2 separate regions of the Sus scrofa genome follow, and region 2 is linked to region 1. A link is a contact called in public Hi-C data. All regions are on one chromosome and are shown on one strand. The core of a region is the stretch at or near the end of the contact, and the rest is flanking DNA. Distances in the headings are between cores, read along the strand shown. Region 1 overlaps LOC110255752 (a long non-coding RNA gene). Region 2 has its middle 48 kb from the start of FAM124A.

The links. Hi-C and Micro-C count contacts between places; a contact is called where the count stands out from the background.
Region 2: a Hi-C map of omental adipose tissue shows a contact between it and region 1, with 2.6 times the contacts expected there. The contact joins two enhancer-like sites. A contact is called at or near these places in 2 of 5 promoter capture datasets (fetal skeletal muscle and liver), 26 of 47 Hi-C or Micro-C datasets (adipose tissue, alveolar macrophages, brain and 15 more) and 2 of 2 datasets of contacts at active chromatin or transcription factors (alveolar macrophages and skeletal muscle).

Annotation. Positions count from the first base shown.
Region 1 is chr11:16,566,710-16,569,323 of Sscrofa11.1, reverse strand. The region is part of intron 3 of LOC110255752 (a long non-coding RNA gene); the gene reads right to left. Among named protein-coding and RNA genes, the nearest start is that of SERPINE3, 67 kb to the right of the region's middle. Within about 2 kb of position 1,308, at least 3 of the 83 cell types and tissues checked have an H3K27ac peak or open chromatin away from gene starts, as enhancers often do. A contact at or near this core is called in omental adipose tissue, where this site is marked.
Region 2 is chr11:16,704,531-16,707,144 of Sscrofa11.1, reverse strand. No RefSeq gene overlaps it. Among named protein-coding and RNA genes, the nearest start is that of FAM124A, 48 kb to the right of the region's middle. Within about 2 kb of position 1,289, at least 17 of the 83 cell types and tissues checked have an H3K27ac peak or open chromatin away from gene starts, as enhancers often do. A contact at or near this core is called in omental adipose tissue, where this site is marked.

The sequences.
Region 1 (2,614 bases), core at 59-2,558:
CTCCAGTCCGTTGAGACCAGATCTGCAGAGTTTGGCAAGCAGAGGACAAGTGGTGAGGCAGGCACCCTCCTGGGAGACTCAGGCTCCCACCCACAGTCCTAGCCCACAGCTCCTAGAGGCCCCCTGCATCCCTGGCTACAGTCTGCAGGTCCAAAGCCAATCCAATTCTCTAACCTCACTCCCCACTGGTTAAAAAGGCTTCTGGCACTTCAAAGCCCTTCCAGAGAAGTCATAAATTCCCTCAGCCTACCCTCCACTGAGATTCCTGAAAACTGACAGGAATTCAGTTCCCTCCACTTGTTTCACTGATCTGAGTGGATTTATTTATTCAACAAGTATTTACTGAGTCCCACGATGGTTTAAAGAAACAGTGCAACATATAAAAACTACATAACATCTTCATTTCCACTCACATGCTGGTAAATTTGATATAATGCTCACTAACAATAATAATAAAGTTTAAAATCCAGGATGCACCAAGTACTGCATCGTTTGATCCCTGGGTCAAATGAGTTGATAAGCAAACCTCATAGAACAACTGCATGTCAGCCAAGGGGACCTGGGACTGAAGGGGAGAAACGTCATCTCATCCTCAGGGAACTAACCCTACTCCCAGCCCTCCAGCGACCGCTTTTCATAGAGTGCCAAGTACCTTTAAAGTACCTAGTAATTAAAACGATAAAAAGTATCATGGGAGTCCCTATTGTGGCTCAGCAGGAATGAACCCATGAGGATGTGGGTTCAATCCCTGGCCTCACTCAATGGGTTAAGGACCCGGCATTGCTGTGGCTGTGGTATAGGCCGGCAGCTGTAACTCTCATTTGACCCCCTTTTTTGTCTTTTTGCCATTTCTTTGGGCCGCTCCTGCGGCATATGGAGGTTCCCGGGCTAGGAGTGAATGGGAGCTGTAGCCGCCGGCCTACGCCAGAGCCACAGCAATACCAGATCCTTAATCTGTTGAGTGAGTCCAGAGATCAAACCCATGTACTCATGGATCCCAGTCGGGTTCATTATCCACTGAGCCATGATGGGAACTCCCCAAAGCTCCAACTATTCCTCCCACTCTCTGCCATCAAAATCCCACCGTCCACCAAAGTCTAGTGCAAACACTGCCTCCTGGAAGCCAGCACACCCTTCTTACTGCTGTCATGGGCTGGTCTTGGTTGTCCCTGACCCGGGATAGATCACAGGAAACTTAGTCCTATAGTTGTTTGGAGACAAGGTTATCCACCCAGACAAATGAGAAACGAGTCCTTAGTCCAAGCAGTAGCTCCATCAACAAGATCAGCAGGAGTAGGTGCGAGAGGGATGCGCTTGTTCGTGGCTGGCCTGGCTGGTGCTCTTTTCCTGAGACAGCCCCGTCCTCACGCCCCGTCCCCAAAGCCCCTGACCGATCAAGCTGCTCGCTCCATAGTTAGTTACTCAAGCCAAACGCCCCAGGGGAGAAACTGCGGCGAGAGGAAAGCTCATGGGGCCAACATTCACCCGAACCTCAGCCACATACTGAATTGTCACTTTTAATTCCTGCTGCCTTCATGCTTCCAGAATGAAAAATCCTGACTTCGCAAGCCTACCTGTATGGATTCCCCCCGTCGCCCCCCCCCCCCCAACCTCTTCTTACATGTTACTTATTTTCCCCCAGGGCCTTAGTTCCCCCCATCCTGAGTCACTCTCCCACTGCCACATCTGGATCCAGACACGCCCTGTTTAGATCGAGGGCGAGACACGGTTGTTACACACCAAAATGTGTGTCGTCTTTGCAAACATTTGGAGCTAAACATTGAGGGCACTTGCTCACAGAACCTTTTTCCAACCTAGAATTTCCCCACATTTCCCCACAGGCGTCCTATGTGTACGCAGCTATTTTTAAACTTTACACCCACCAAACTCTTTGGCAAAAGCACAAACTGAATGGCTGCCAGACCCAACTGGCTTAAATCCACATGTTTCAAGAAGAACGCGGACATGGCATGTGCTCTCTTTAATGTCTGTCAGGATAGAATTAGAGCCTACCTTTTAAGGTCGGCCTGGGAGTTCAGGGGGCCGACCTGTTTCTTTACCTTGAACCAAAAATCATTTCCATCACCACTTTCCGAAATGTCCCTTGGGGGTGGCCTCCTGGACCTCCAAAGCCACACGTGTACCACAAAGCGGCAGTGGGTCCCTTCAGACACGGGTGTGCTCCAAGAATCTCGGAGCTGCAGCTCCTGGAGCGGCGGTGCCCAAATTCCATCGTTTTCTTTGCATTTTCATCATATCTGTGCACTGACTGCAATTATTTGCTTATTTTTATTTATTTTTTTGATTTGCTTATTTTTAAAACCAAGTGGAAAACTCTCAGACTCTGCAACATCAGGTTGCAGGGAAATGCGGTGTGATTACCCTCTGGGCAAGGCCAGAGGCGGGTGGAGGGGGCCGATGGCCTGTTTCAAGGATGCTGCTCCCTCTCTGTGCTGAAAGCGCCCGTCTTTCCTCTCAACATGGCCACGGCTTTGGGGCCAGCCGGAAGCAGTGAAGCTCCTTGCAATCAGACAGACACCGCAGGAGCTGGCAGTGTGTTCACAGCCCAGTAAAAACAAGAAGAAGAAGAGCTGGTGATGGACTCTGCATTGAG
Region 2 (2,614 bases), core at 40-2,539, 140 kb before region 1:
GAGGCGCTGCCGGCCCCGCCCACCTCCTGCCTCCTCGGTTCAAAGTTCGCCCGCCCCACCCCTCCGGGCCCTGGGATGCCGGATGCCGGTACCACGCGGGGACTGGTCCGGGGTTGGAGGAGGCGGGACCGCGGTTGTCCTGAGGGTAGCTGCTCCTCCTCGGGTTGCCCCAGCGACTAAAGCTGAAAGCAGCAGGGAGGAGGGGTGTCTCAGCATCCGTAGCCCCCAGCCGCCTCTGCCTCCTCACTTGCAAACCTCCAAGCCCTCCTTCCTGGAACCCTGCCCCTCTGCTTTGCAAGGTTCCTGCCCCTCTGCTTTTTGCAAGGGCCGGAGGGGCGTCCGCCTACATCTCCCTCCCCGGCTGAGTCCCGGTGGTTCACTTCCTCTCACTGCTTTCATTCTATAGCACTCCCCCTCTCTGTCCCTCTGAATCTCACCAAAGCATAGGACGGACTTGCACATTTAAAACAGGGGGGCTGGTTTCGGGGACGGAAGAGGCAAGAAGGCACGCACGTGACTCGGGCAAACCACAGATGCTCACTTAGGGAGCCGCCTCCACTCCTGGGGGCGGAGGGGGAGGGGCTGGGGAGGCCTGTGTTCAGTGAGCCAGGGTCTGGGTCACTGGGAGGAGCCCCGCTGCCCACCCCCGCCCCCCAGCCTGCAGGGTCAGCACCCACCCTGCAACCCGCTCATCGTCGGGCACTTTCCTCTATTTCCTGTGACCCTCCCAACCACCCTAGGGTGCTTTGTTTTCCTTCCACTGATGGGGAGACATAGCTAACACCCCACCCCACTCCCCAATCAGAAGCGAGGTGAACCCAGATCAGTTCGGATCCAGAACCCAAGCGGATGTGTGCTCCAGAGAACCCAGCTGCTCCTCACGCATCCTTGTCTTCCTGGACCCAGCATCCTGGGCTCTGTGACGAGTTTTTGAACTAATCAGTTCCTGAGTCTTGGGCCCCGGGATCGAGGGATGTGGGCAGGTCTCTAACTAAGAGCTGGCAAAAGAGGGGAAAGGCTGCTTCCCAGGAGGGCCACCTACTGCAGAAGCTGCTGATTATAGAGGTGGTTCCAGGGCCTCACCCTCGGGGATCTCACGCCCCCCCCCCCCAAACGAGCCTGAGGCATCCTGGAGTCAGTCCCCACTAAGGAAGAGGACCAACCAGACAGTAAAGGGCACCCGGAGGCAGACCTCCTCCCAGACCTTGGGGGAGAGACGGTCCTGTCAGGGGGGGTGTGAGGCCAGGAGGGTGACTACGCGGACCGGGCCTGCTGTCACCCAGAAAACACAAAACCAGCGCCCAGCATGCTCTGCGCGGGGAGACAGTGGTGAGCAGACGGTGTGGTCCAGCGCCTTGCTGCCCCACTCTTCCTTTGAGGGCTGCCTGGTGGGGCACATCTTGCACACCTGGGTGTGTGTTAAAAGCATCTGTTTGTTAAACAGAAACACGTAAAATGCACCCTGATTTGTTCGCTCATTTTGGAATTCCTAAGTTGTTTCTGTAGCAGGTGTTTCAAAAGCAGAGGTGGCCTCTTCCTCCTTAGCGGACACTCAGAGCCCCTAATAAGTGGGCATCTGCAGAAGCAAGAGCTCGGAGACCCCACCGCCATCTCGGCCAACACCCTGACGTGCATCAAAGGGAGTTCCCACCCCTACATCATGAGCAAACCAAGCCTCTTGTGTCCCCTCAAACAAAGAAAATTGCCCCCTTACCAGGGGCTCCGGGCCCTCCTTCCAGGCTGTGCACCTTCGTTCCTTTTAAAGGGATCCGGGAACGCAGAAGAAGCACTTAGAGTAAATGGAACTAAGCAAATGGAAGCAAACGGCACTTGAGAGCGCTTTGCGTTTGCGGAGCCCTCGGCCCCCTGCGATTTCCTTAACCGCCCCGGGCGGCGGATCGTGCGGCTGCTCGGACTTGCGGCGGGGAGGGGTCCTCACCATCCTTGGCCACCTCCACCTCCCGGGCCTGGGGCTCAGCCTGTCGCTCCTCTTGCAAAGGCTGAGCCTCTAATCTAGGTCAGGTTCCCCCCCAGACGCCATCCCCGCCTGGTGCGGAGACGGCAAACTGTGCTGCGGAAGGACGCGCGGCTTAGGGTGCCTGTGACAAGCACCGCGGAGCGAGCCTGCGGGGGGGCCAGCGGGGAACAATGGTAAAGGCTTCTGCAGGCGGTGGTGAACGTCCCCCCAGGGGAGGTGACATTTAAGCTGAGAGCTATAAACTGAAAGGGAAGCAGGCCTGCCGAGAGCCGGAGACTCACAAATGGACAACACGCTGCGTGGATGCACCCGGGCCTGGCTTGGGCGCGCATGACCCCCGCGGGGCCAGATCTGTGGTGTCTGAGGAGGACGAGAAGCTCTCCCTCCTCCACGTGGCGGGGCTTCCGGCTTATCCACGGGAATCCACTCCCCCGGGGAAAGACCTGCCTCAGGAAATGCGAGTAAAACCCTTTCACTGCCAAGGGCACAAACCCCCTTAGACCCCTGGCATCAGGGCCCCTGATGCTCGGGCCAGACCAGCCCTAACTTTCCCGGCTGGCACGGCCACGCTGTAGCTGCCCAAGGCTGAGGTCCCTGGGTTTCTGGAATCTTCCAGGTTCCTCTGCAGGCTCACTG